4 separate regions of the Sus scrofa genome follow, and regions 1, 2 and 3 are each linked to region 4. Evidence: chromatin contacts called from public Hi-C and HiChIP or PLAC-seq data. All regions are on one chromosome and are shown on one strand. Each heading gives the region's core, a stretch centred on a gene start, on an enhancer-like site or on the middle of the called end of the contact. The rest is flanking DNA. Distances are from core to core; before and after follow the strand shown. Region 1 holds the start of DNAJC12 (dnaJ homolog subfamily C member 12). Region 2 holds the start of PBLD (phenazine biosynthesis-like domain-containing protein). Region 3 holds the start of SIRT1 (sirtuin 1). Region 4 holds the start of HERC4 (probable E3 ubiquitin-protein ligase HERC4).

What was found. A called contact is a pair of places that touch in the nucleus more often than the background predicts. HiChIP or PLAC-seq counts read pairs in DNA pulled down with a chosen protein or histone mark.
Region 1: a Hi-C map of epiblast stem cells shows a contact between it and region 4, with 1.8 times the contacts expected there. The contact joins the promoter of DNAJC12 here to the promoter of HERC4 in region 4. A contact is called at or near these places in 5 of 47 Hi-C or Micro-C datasets (embryonic fibroblasts, epiblast stem cells, fetal skeletal muscle and 2 more) and 2 of 2 datasets of contacts at active chromatin or transcription factors (alveolar macrophages and skeletal muscle).
Region 2: a contact with region 4 is called in an H3K27ac HiChIP or PLAC-seq map of alveolar macrophages. The contact joins the promoter of PBLD here to the promoter of HERC4 in region 4. A contact is called at or near these places in 2 of 47 Hi-C or Micro-C datasets (embryonic fibroblasts and liver) and 2 of 2 datasets of contacts at active chromatin or transcription factors (alveolar macrophages and skeletal muscle).
Region 3: a contact with region 4 is called in an H3K27ac HiChIP or PLAC-seq map of skeletal muscle. The contact joins the promoter of SIRT1 here to the promoter of HERC4 in region 4. A contact is called at or near these places in 1 of 5 promoter capture datasets (liver), 1 of 47 Hi-C or Micro-C datasets (heart right ventricle) and 2 of 2 datasets of contacts at active chromatin or transcription factors (alveolar macrophages and skeletal muscle).

What each region holds. Positions count from the first base shown.
Region 1 is chr14:71,048,747-71,051,851 of Sscrofa11.1, reverse strand. It overlaps DNAJC12 (dnaJ homolog subfamily C member 12), which reads left to right and starts at 1,455. Exons shown (of 6, transcript XM_021072941.1): 1 at 1,455-1,963. It also overlaps the pseudogene LOC100152383.
Region 2 is chr14:71,485,927-71,488,903 of Sscrofa11.1, reverse strand. PBLD (phenazine biosynthesis-like domain-containing protein) reads left to right here and starts at 1,362. Exons shown (of 10, transcript XM_021073523.1): 1 at 1,362-1,492. HNRNPH3 (heterogeneous nuclear ribonucleoprotein H3 (2H9)) reads right to left here and starts at 2,609. Exons shown (of 10, transcript NM_001243555.1): 1 at 2,451-2,609.
Region 3 is chr14:71,089,386-71,092,438 of Sscrofa11.1, reverse strand. SIRT1 (sirtuin 1) reads right to left here and starts at 1,272. Exons shown (of 9, transcript NM_001145750.2): 1 at 846-1,272. The coding sequence starts at 1,257.
Region 4 is chr14:71,268,125-71,271,357 of Sscrofa11.1, reverse strand. HERC4 (probable E3 ubiquitin-protein ligase HERC4) reads left to right here and starts at 1,841. Exons shown (of 23, transcript XR_002338528.1): 1 at 1,841-2,226.

The DNA.
Region 1 (3,105 bases), core at 206-2,705, 220 kb after region 4:
CTGCGAATTTACCACTTGAATCAAATGGATTATCTGAATTTACTAAAGAGGATGAATGGGGTCTAGGATAGGGAAAGCATTCATTAAAAGTTTCTTGATTTTATTCTATTCATATTTCCTGAGTATCAGATTAATATCCTTGGTCTATGTCATACCTTGATGCACACTGTAATCACTGGGAGAAGCTTAAAAAAAAAAAAAAAAAAACAAACCCACCCTTCCCCCTCAGAGACTCCATTTTAATTAATCTACAGGAGGGTCCTGGTACTGCTGTGTGTGTTTATGTACATACATATAATCACCAAGTGATTTTTTTTTTTTTTTAACCACACCAGCAGCACACAGAAGCTCCTGGGCCAGGAACTGAACCCAAGCCACAGCAGTGACAACACCAGATCCTCAATCTGCTGAGCCACAAGAGAACTCTTCACCAAATGATTTTTGTTGTTGTTGTTGTTGATGCTTTTTAGGGCGCATCTGTGGCATATGGAGGTTTCCAGGCTAGGGGTCAAATCAGAGCTGTAGCTGCCAGCCTATGCCACAGCCACAGCAATGTGGGATCTGAGCCATGTATGCGACCTACACCACAGCTCATGGAAACACTAGATCCTTAACCCACTGAGTGGGGCCAGGGATCAAACCCGCAACCTCCTGGTTACTAGTTGGATTCGTTTCTGCTGTGCCACAACGGGAACTCCACCAAGCAATTTTAGTGTAGAGCCAGACTAGAAGATCTCTGGTCTAGATCCCAGAACTAGGAGGTTCTGGGAATCAGGACTCAATAGGATCAGAGAATCTGATTTTACTGCCAGAATTTATGAATTATTGGGCCCATGTCATGCCCTTAAGTCACTATTTTCCTAAAACTACCATCATATCTGATCTGACTACTATGTTACCACTATACTTACTCCACTGCAATTCTCTTTGAGAAGAGAGGAAAAAAGCTGAAATGTCAGGGAGGTATTTAAGTGTTTGTTTCCCAAATATAATCAAGTGATTGTTTGAGGAATTTAGTTCAGTTTAAAAGAAATCTGTTATAGTAACAGCCCAAACTATTATCTGTGACCTCTTCCTTACTAACAAGTGGCATATTAACTACTTTTCTATGATCATTAAAAATGAATTTTTTTTTTTTTTTTGCTTTTTTATTAGGGCCGTACACGTGGCATATGGAAATATCCCAGGCTGTGGGTTAAATCAGTGCCACGGCTGATGGCCTACACCACAGCCACAACAATGCAGGATCCAAGCTACATCTGCAACCTACACCACAGCTAACAGCAACACCAAATCCTTAACCCACTGAGGGAGGTCATGGATCAAGCCAGCAACCTCATGGTTCTTAGTCGAATTGGTTTCCGCTGAGACATGAGGGGAACTCCAAAAACTAATACACTTTTTTAGAGTTTTAAGTTCACAGCCAAATTGAGCATAGAGTACTCATACCCCTATCACCCATCCATATCCCCACACATTAACAAGGGGATTATTAGCATGCCATTGCACTTGATTAAAACTTCAAAGCAATGTTTTAATAGCCTTTAACAAATCATTTACATAGTCTACTTATGTCCGACCTAACAGACTTAAAAAATCTTGTTCTTGTCTCAGAATGCTGTTTTCAAAAAAAAAGAGAGAAAGAAAGAAAGAAAGGAGTTCCCGCTGTGGCGCACGTTGAGAGGTAGGACCTAAATCGGAATCAGGGCCTTTTTATCGGAGCGCTGTCCAAGCGCTGCTGTCCAAGATCCCAGTCTGTGCGGGGAGCTGGCGCCTGTGTTGCAGGCAAGGAAAAGGTGCCAATTTTGTTTTGCATGACAGAACTTAGTGCCAGACTGGAAAGAAAAAAGAGAAGCAGAAGAGCCGCGCGGAGCCCACTTATGGGCTGCCTAATTTCTGTGCTCGCTCCGAGCTTCTGGGGCTTGTAAACTCTTACCTTCCAGATTTCTCCTTTACTTTTGAGGTAAGTTGTATTTTTTTTTTTTTTTTTTTCATCCCGCTTTAAAGCCTAGGACATTTGACATTAAAAAAAAAAAAAAAAAAAGCACTTCCGGAGGCATGTTTCCGGAGGCCAGAAGTAGGTGGGCTGTACCCTGTGGCTCCTTTCAAGCTTTTTCCGCCGGTGCCTTGTGGGAGTTGTAGTCCTGGGCATGGCCTCTGGTCTTTCTGGTCCCATTGGTCCTGAGTTGCACCTCTGACTCGCTGTGTTTTGAGGTGCAAAGAACTTTAACTACATTGAAAAGTTCAATGTGATTTCTATGGTGTGTATATATATAAAAATATATAATATATACATTATAATATATATATTATATATATATATTTTGTCTTTTGTCTTTTGAGGGCTGCACCCGCATCATATGGAGGTCCCCAGGCTAGGAGTCTAATCGGAGCTGTTGCTGCTGGCCTATGCCAGAGCCACAGCAATGTGGGATCCAAGTCTAGTCTGCGACCTACACCACAGCTCACAGCGCCAATGCAGGATCCTTAACCCACTGAATGAGGCCAGGGATCTAACCGGCAACCTCATGGTTCCTAGTCGGATTCGTTTCCACTGTGCCCTGACGGGAACTCCAATTTCTATGGTATATTTTGTACTATGTATTTTTTACAGTTTTTCTCAACCAGCATGTGTTAAACAAATTATACTTGCTCTTTTAAAATGCATACCGGGAATTCTCCCTGTGGCTCAGCAGAGACAAACCCAACTAGCATCCAAGAGGATGAGGGTTGAATCCCTGGCCTCACTTAGTGGGTTAAAGAATCCGATGTTGCGGGGAGTGGCGGTGTATGTCACACACGCAAGAAATATATGTGTGTATATATATATATATATATATTTATATTTCTTTTTAAAAAAATTATTTATTGTCTTTTCTAGGGCCTCACTTGTGGCATATGGAGGTTCCCAAGCTAGGGGTCTAATCAGAGCTGTAGCTGCCGCCTGTGCCACAGCCACGTGGGATCGGAGCCACGTCTGCAACCTACACCCCAGCTCAGGGCAACTGCCAGATCCTTAACTCACTAAGCGAGGCCAGGGATCAAACCCTCAACCTCATAGTTCCTAGTCAGATTCGTTAACCACTGAGCCACTATGGGAACTCC
Region 2 (2,977 bases), core at 113-2,612, 220 kb before region 4:
AAAACACCAATCTGTTCTGATACCTTAATAAAGTTGTCTCAGAAACTACCTAAAAAAAGTGTTTACCAATTATTCAGGATAATCCTTCTCAACCTTTCTTTACAAGTGTCACAGCAATTCTGCTTTAAAAATTTCTAGTGTTAGCATCAATCAAAACACCAGCAGCTGAAATACACAGTTTGTCAGTTCTGTATGAAATTTTTAATGTAATTTCCTAAACATTAGGCTAAGTGAAAGAAACCAGTCACAGAAGACCACTACTGTATGATTTTAAATGGATGAAGTTAACGATCTGTGAACTGTATCTCAAAGCTGTTAAGAAAAAACATCTTAGAAGCCAAATGAGATAAAATTCCTTTATAACATAAAGGGTTTGATACATTAATAAACAACCCTAAACCATGCTTCTAAAAAAGTTCCTTGGTCAGCAGGTTAAGAAGGATCCTGTGGTGTCACAGCTGTGGCACAGGTTTGGCCAGAAAATTAAAAAATGAGAGGTAACTTCAAAATTTTGGTCAGAAGTGGTGATGAAATGCTTAAATAAAATGGAAATCATTCCCTTTTCATTGTGCTTGCTCAATTTTAAATAAAAATAGACTCACACACTACTACTTGGAGGTGAGGTGTCTAAACGGATTTCTTTTCTAGAACAAAGTTACCACCCACTGCAGTTCAATCACTTGTTTAACAAAGTAAGAATACCAAAACTACACAGTTGTTTAAAATATAAAAAGCAATTTAGATGCATTTCCAAATCATGATGCAGATGAAGGGCAGGAAAAAAGGTTTCTAGGGTAATCCAATCAGGGAAGCTGTTACACCACACAAGACTTTATAAGAAACTGGGCTATATGTCTTTACAAGTGCATAGAAACACAGAACATCTTCAACATCATGAAGATCTTTTTCATTTTTAAAGATGAAAAAATAAACACACTTGTAAAGATTCATATGCATTATTGGAAGTCTCATGCCTTGCCTGTCCTTTACTTTGCACAGTTTTCAGTGAAAATTACAGACCCAGTTCTCCAATGTTCTAAGGACCGAAAAAAAAAAAAAAAAAATCACAGCACCACATGACTGGGCTTGCAGTTTGTTTTTCTGTTGAGTAGGGTTATTTTCTTCGCCAAAATGTTACTATAGTCCTAAGCCAAATAGAAAATTCGCTTAGCTACCGAAAGAAAATAAACCCTAACTGTATTTTGAAGTATTTTATTTCCACAGCCTTAATGCCAAAACAATCTTTGCACAAAATAAAAATCTTGGAGATTGGTGAAAGCCGATAACGCAATTCCTATACACACATTTTTTCCATCACTGGTTGTTTTTTAACAACTGTTTCCCAAAAGTAAACCACCTACTTAAATTCTAACACAGTATTCGCCAAACTACACAAAACCATTGCTAAACCATCCCGCCCCCGCCCAAAGGTTCAGAAAGTCGTATCTTGGTTCACCTGCTTGAAATAAGCCCCACTGCACATTCCTATTCGGTAAGTCACCCGCTTTTCTGCTTACAATTACCCATAAAGTCTCCCAATACGGTTTAAGTGGAAAAAACCCTTTGGAAAATGAGTACGTACTCTTTTCGAAGCTCCAAACCTGGAATATAAGGGCCGGCTAAGCGTCCTTTATTCCTCCCCGGAGGCTTTTCGTTTTATCTAGCTGCCCTAGAGACCAGAGAGCTAGGGAGAGTACGCCCCTTCCCCCCCTTCCCGTTCGGCAGCAAAGCTTGGCTTAAAAACCTTCGCCACCCGGCGGCGGAATTACAAAGGAGGCCGTCTGCCTCCTTTGTCCCGGGTTTGGGAGTTGAGCGCCTTCGTCGCCATTGGCTTTCCTCCCCCAGCTCCAGCCTCTCTCATCTTGGGAATCTGCGTCAGAAGTCACTCGCAGTCCCGCCAGCCCAGGTAGCCCAGCTGAGACTGCGGAGGAAGGGAGGCCGCGGTGGGAGGCCAGGCCCATCCGGCGCCATTTCCAACCGGAGCGCGCCCGAAGGCCCTGAGCCTCCCCCCACCCAAGTGCCCAGCCTTTCCCAGCTCGCTTCCTTCCCCACCCACATCCCTTCCGAGGCGCTCTAACCACCGCCCCCCTCCCCGGACTCCTAAATCAGTTTTCGGAAGCTAAGGGGCAAGAAGCAGAAAGAGAGGAGAAGGGCGGGAAGCCCAGGTGGCCGCGCCACCGTACCCAAAATGGCGGAAGCCAAACCAGCAGGGAAAAGACGGGAAATGCGTGATGAGCCCCACTTCGGGCCTCGGCTTCGTCCACTAAATCCCCCCTGAGTAAGTCCCCCCCCCGCCCGGCAGGCCGCCCCCGAAGTGAGAGATCGCCCGGGGGGGCGCAGCCTGGCCACCTCCGAGCGGCGACCTCCACACTTCGCCCCGCCCCACCCCCTCCCAGTTTCTCTTTCGTCCTTCTCCCGACTCCACTCTCGAAACCACCATCCCAACCTACCCCCTTTTACTTCAGATACCCTGTCGAGCGACAGTAGCGCCGACTCCGCTGCTTGCGGGGCCCGGTCGTGGAGAAGGAGAAGTCGCCTGCCTCGTGTAGCGCTCCCACAACGGTTCTTCCAACCGTCTCCGGCGGTGGCAACCGCTGAGGGAGCTGCGCAGCAGAGCGACTGGCTTGGGGGGATGGGAGAGCGCGAGAGAGAAGGAGGGGGTGGAGCGAGAGCGAGGAAGACCCACCGGCCCCGCTCTCGCGAGGCAAGAGAGTCGGTCCCGCCTTGGCGCGGAAGGCAAGAAGTGCGCTTGCGCGTTGGTGGAAGGCCTGGTTGTTGGGGTCGGGGGAAGGTGGAGGGTCAGTAACTCCGCTTTTCTTGCTTACCCTAAAACCTTCAAATTCTCAAAGCCACCTTTCTGCTTTCGCGGGGAGATGTGAAGTGGCGAAAGTATTCCTTCCTGTTTGTGTTGCAAGAATCCTGGAGTCGAGTTTTGGAGAAGTCCGCTTTTTCCCAGCGAGAGCAAATTCTGTAAGGC
Region 3 (3,053 bases), core at 23-2,522, 180 kb after region 4:
AAAAGATTAATAAAAACACGTCTATCCAGCTAGAAAACATGACACACTCAAAGATGACGAGACATATACAACCATCATATACTGTATCTGCTTTAGTAGGTCAGAAAAGCGTCAACTCGTATTTCGGGGCTACATACACACACACAGACACTTAATCTAAAAACCACTATAAGAATATGATTTAGAGAAAAAACACTATTCACACAAAGTATTCTAAAACCTATTTCTCTCCTATGCCCTCTATTAACTGCACCAAAGTGATGCCTGTAGAAACAGCTATGCTCTTCAAATTTTGCAGGTTGTGACTTTAGAAACAGCTTTACTCTTTTAAATTTCAAAACAAGTTTATAAATAAAGGCCCTCAAAAACAACAACAAATTGCACAGGTGTCAGTTTGCAAAGTCAACTGCAAATGGTTGTTATCAGGGACAGTCAAAAGTTGCAGGTTTAACTGTGCGGGGCGAGGGGAGAAAGGGCGGAGAAGCAAAAAACACTTAACAAAAGCAATATGCTAAAAGAGTAGGAGGAAAGAGAAACTTATTTTAAAATCCACTGCGAGGCTCGCCAGCCCCGCGGCTGCGCAAAGCGCAAGGCCGCCGGGGCGGGCCTGGGACTGAGGGGAGGAGGGCGGGGAGAGGGCGAGGGAGGGATAGAGTCGACGGGCCGCTCCTGCAGCCAGGCCTGCAGCCGCGGAGGCGCGCAGCTGAGGGCCCTGGTTGGGAGGGGGACGCTACAAAGCCAGCCACGAGCCCCCAGCCTGCCCGAGACTCCCCCACCCCACATCAGGAGGGGCCCCGAGAGGAGGCGGGGGGATGCGCAGTCCCGGCCGCCCGCGCCCTGCGCACCTCGGTACCCAATAGCCGCCGCTGCCGCCGCCTCTTCCTCCTCCTCGCCCTCGTCGTCGTCGTCGTCGTCGTAGAAGTCGTCGGCCGGGGGCGCCTCCCGGGATAGGCCCTGTAAGCCCGGCCCATTGTTTCCTTCTCCTGCCGCCGCAGCCGCCTGGGCCTCCCGCTCCCCGCCCGCAGCGGTCTCCCGCCACAGCACCGCCGCCGCCGGGCAGCCGCCCGCCGCCGCCGGCAGCTCACGCTCCAAGGCCGCCCCACCAGGCTCGCCCGGGCTCCGCCCGACGCCCGGGCCGTCTCTCCGCGGTTTCTTGCGGAGCGGCTCCCCGGCGGGGGGCGACGGGGCCTCCCTCTCAGCCGCCACCGCCGAGGGGGAGCCGCCGGGCTGAAGGGCGAGCGCCGCCTCGTCCGCCATCTTTCAACTGCCTCTCTGGCCCTCCTCCCTCACCTCCTCTGCTCCCGCTCGACTCGCGGCACTGGCGCCCCCGCGGCTCCGGCTGCGGGAGATTTAAACCCCGTCACGTGACCCGCCCCTCCTCGCCCCCGCCCACCCGCAGCTCCCGCCACCCACGCGGGCCGGACCACAACACGGCGGGTCACGTGGCAAGCGGAGGCGGTGGGGGCCAGGAGCAAACGCTGCAGGGTGCTGTGGCCCCACCCCTCCGCTGCAGGCGCTTCTCTCAGCCAAACTTCTCTTTCAAGCTGTCCTCAAATCACTGCTGCCCGGTTAGCTCAAGTTTTGGTTTGCACTGCGAATTTCCACTTCTGCCTAAAGTGCACACCTTGCTCTCCTCACTTAGTCTTTTCTGGACTTAACGTTAAGGCTTAAAACTTAGTTCCTGAAAGGCGATAGGGAATGAAGCTGGCCAAATAAGCTAGGTGATGGGTCTGTTTTGTTAACCTGTATGAGTAGAGGCAAAAGGACACACACCTCACTCTTCACCCTCCTCAAACCGTTCTGGCGGGTACTCTTCAGCTCCTATTTTCTGCTTGCTTCTCTCCTTAGCCGGTTTATTTTTCTCCCTCTCTCCATTACTCAGAGGGTGATATACATTGTTAGACCATTAAAAGCATGTATCTGCCCTAGAAAGAGGTTTGACGGTGGGGGGCCGGGTAGGGATCAGCCTGTTCGATTTCAGGCCCCAACTTAGCTCCAAATGTGTGTGATTTATCTTTTCTGGGCTTCAAAATGAGTATATTGGGCCAAGTGGGGCCTCATGAGGAGAGCTGAACTGAGCATGACTTGGCCCTTATAAACATCGGTTTGGTTTCGAACTTGAGGTCTTTCTGATTGACCTTGAGCCATTTATTTAGCCTTTCTACACCCACTGTCCTAATCTCTGCAATGGTAGAGTTGTGCTGAGAATTAAGGTAGCGGGTTCTCTTGTGGCACAGTCTTGGGATCTAGCGTTGTTACTGCAGCGGCTTGGGTCAATCCCTGGCCCCAGAACTTCCACATGCAGCAGGTCAGGCTGGGAAAAAAAAATAGTTACATAAGATTGCTGGATATAAAGTGAGGGCTAAATAGAGCTAAAATATTAGTCCTGCCCTACTTGAAGGCCTTCTACTTTCCACTTTTCCTGACATTCCAGAACTCTTGTGACTTCATAGCCTACCTTAACTAAGGATGTGTTATAGTATGGCCAAGTTTGGTAGGCATCTGCCTCTGCAGCATGGCGTTTCTAGCCACTGAAGGGACCTCTCTGAATTTACAATAAATCAGCCCTTAAGCTTAAAGTGGGTCCTGCCTCTACCATGCCAATTACTTGTTTGAACTTAAGAAAGCAATCTAAGATGTTTCCTCCTTTAAAAAAAAAAGTTATAATTTCGAAAATGTATCTCCAATGTCCCATCTAAACCCAAATCTCTTTGTACCTCAAATTAAACTGAGACTCTCCCCTTACAAGTGGTTGCGTGGTTTCTGAAAGTGAGGCTGTCTTTCCTCCTAGAGGCCTTGAAATCATGATTGAGGTGTTCCTTCAGATTGATGCTCTCTAATCAATCAGTGACCAAATCCTGCTGTCCTTTCTTCCCTCCTATACACTTTCCAATTCCTAAGTACACAGGTATCTCGCCCTTCCTGGATGACATACTTAGCCCTGTTTTCTCCCCACTTTATCTATCTTACAAAATACTTCATAAATTGATTCTCAACTATGTGGGTAGGATATAATAAATAAAATGTTGAGGAGTTCACACTGTGACTCAGTG
Region 4 (3,233 bases), core at 592-3,091:
ATCTAATTTCAAGGTTAACTGCTTTTCTAGAAAATTAGAATATTATTTATCAAAACCTACATAAAATAATTCTAGAAAGAGATGCATCTGTGTGGCAGAGATAGCTGTCCACTAATTCATGCTCTCTTCTACGGTTTAAAGTGATACCTGGGAACTCAGACAGGGATTATGTTTCCTAGTCCCCTTGCATATAGGTATGTACTTGTTGCTAATATTATGTGTGCAGATGTGATATGTGGCACCTCCCAGACAAAAGTTTTAAGAACATCAGTTTTCAATCATTAGGAACACCCACTTTGAATGTGAAAAAGATACAAAAAATAGTTTTATTATGTTCCTGCTCATATTTTGGTGTCATTTGTTGCAGCATCAAGTACATATCTTAAAGATCCCAAATCCCATAACTTCCCCTTTAATGATACATTCTGAGGCATCAAGGCATGATAGTTAAAAGACAACAAAAGGCCTATGAGGACAATGAAGCTATCAAAATAAGAATTCAGTATGTTTCATGGGCATCACCACCACTCCTAATGTTGAAATTATGCTTCCTTTGCTCAAGTATCTTATAATTTTACTCTTATTTCTGTAAGAAATTAGGTTGTGCATTGTACTGGGTTTTCCAGAGTTAAAGTCCTAGCCTCCAGTACCTAAGAATGTGACCTTATTTGGGAATAAGGTCTTTGCAGATGCAATCTGGGTAAAAAGAGGTCACAATGGATTAGGGTGGGCCCTAATCCAATGACTGGTATCCTTATAAGAGGAAAATTGGGACATAGAAACACAAGGAAGAACACCATGTGGACATGGAGGCAGGGATTAGAGTGGTGGTGTATCTACAAGACAAAGAATGCCAAGGTTTGTCAGCAACCACCAGAAGCTAGGAGAGATGTATGGGCAAGATTCTCTGCCTGCGACCCTAAGAGAGACCCAATCCTGCTGCCACCTTGAGTTCAGACTTCTGACCTCCGTAAGTGTGAGACAATAAATTCCTATTGTTTCAAGCTACTGAATTCGTGGTATTTACAGTATTTTGTTATGACAGCCTCAAGAAACTAATACACATACATATTCCAGCAGAGAGACACTTCCCAACCTGAAATATAATTTTCACTGAGATAAAGAAACATGGCTTACTGTGGAATTATTTCTAGGTTCTCAACATCCACTCTAAGATGAGGTACTAGAAGTCTAACAAAATTTCAGGAGTGCCTTGTTTCAAGTTTTCTTCCTTAACTGGTCTAGGAAATCTGGATTTCGCTTTTATAAGGCAGGGCTCTAGCCATACACGTTATTTAATTTTCCCTGAATGAAGGAGGCCCTTCATTATAAGTTTATCTCCCAGGGTGAGTGCAGAAAATTATGGCAGCCTTCACTTTATCAGGAACCTTAACGCCAGAAGGTTCCATCATTGCCCTGAATACATCTGGCACAACCCAGATTAGCTCCAGCTGAGGCTAAGGGATGACATAAGAGACTTCGCCAGCCTTTGTATCCGTATTTGTGATGTCTGTGATGCTACTTCAAATTCTCCTTGGATAATGGAATAAAAAGAAAGACTGGAACCAATATACGAAAAGGAAACTTAGCCAAAAAACGAAGAGATTTCCTTCACTAAAAGATTCCTGTGCACGCTGAAACGCTTTTATAAGTCACACCAAACACCCGGTTTGACGTGCAAACTTCAGCTTCTGTATTCGGGGACTTCCTCTTGAGCAAAGGCAAAGCGGCATACTGCGCAAGCGTCCGGCTTGGTTTGCCCTGGGAGAATTCCGGCGCAGGCGCCCGGGCCGTGAAGTGGGTGGGCTCACGCGCGTGCTCCGAGGTTCACTTCCGGCCAACCCCTCCCCCTCCCTCGCGTTACCACCTCCCCTTCTCCATTCTCCTCCCCTGTCTTTTCCTCAACTCTCCCCACCCCTACGCTCTCCGCCCCACTCGGCTTCTGTCCTTCCCCTCCCGCTCTATCCGGGTCGCCGACGGCTGTCTCTGGACTGGACAGCGGTGGCGGCTGCTTTTCTCTGAGGAGCCCGGTAAAGTTTCACAGGCGCCGGGGAGGGGAGCAGCGGAACAGCTTCACTGACGCCGGAGGAGCTCTGGTGTTCGCCGCCACTGGCTGAAGGAAGAGAGCCCGGGAGCTGGAGACCTGCCTCAGCTGCCGCGCTGCCTTGCTCTCGGGGAAGGCGCCGCCCCCCGTCGCCCTGGGCTTCCCTTGCCTTGAGGGGCCGGGTGAGTCGTTGCCCCGGTGGGTTCGGGGGCGTGTGACGGCGTTAGGGAGGGGGGAGGCCGGGCTGGGCGGATACAGGCCGGCCTGGCGCAGGGTGCTTTCTCAGCGTTTCCTCGGGGTTGGGGGTGGGGGACTGGGGCAGCGTCGGGGGCCCCTGGCCCGGGAGTTGGAATGTCGCACCTCCCTGGGGAAGGGCCTCTCGGGGACCGAGGGCCGCCGAGGTGCCGAGCCTCATCCGCTGGCCTCTGGGGCTGCTGCGAGCTGGCGGGAGGGCGGCTGCCGTGGATGACTGGTCGGCCCGCGAGGTTGGGTGTGTGCAGATGATTTTTCTCCCCCGGTCTCCCTGAGCCGATCTGAGTGCACGTTCAAGGAATGGTGGGAAGAAACTGCTTCTCATTCTCCTACCTGTTGCTGGCGAGAGGACACCTTTCCCATACCCTCTGACTTTTTAAAGGAAAGAGATGGTTAAACCTCGTGCCGGAATCGGGGATTATTTTCCTGTCTTAAAAAAAACTAATAAAATAAATAAAAACAGTGTAGAAGACAGTGTAGAACTCTCTGGAACTATCGAGTTCTGATGCCCCAAAAGAATGAAATTAAAGTTTTCCTAATGGATGGTTCATGGAATGAGACAGCATCAGCACTTGCTAGCCCTAGCGTAGGAAAGTTGGGTTTTGAAACTTAGGTTCTCTGTAAGGAATGTGGGTAACTACAGCAAGAATAAGGCTGACTTCCTGTAATTGTGTTATTTAGTAACACGATGTGTCTAAAAATCTGTGTAGTTTTAGATGAAGTGAATTCTTTGTTACCCATGTCTTTATAAGCGAAGAAATAGTCAGTGTACTGGAAAGTTCTACAGATTTCGCCACCAATCAGTGACCCAGCCCCCATTCCTATTCTTGAAATATCGGTAGTGCCAGAGTTGTTTGCAGTTTTTTTTTTTTTTCCCCATCTTCGAATAATTATCTCAGAGGTATAGATAGATATTCATTGCCCCAGGGAAATATTT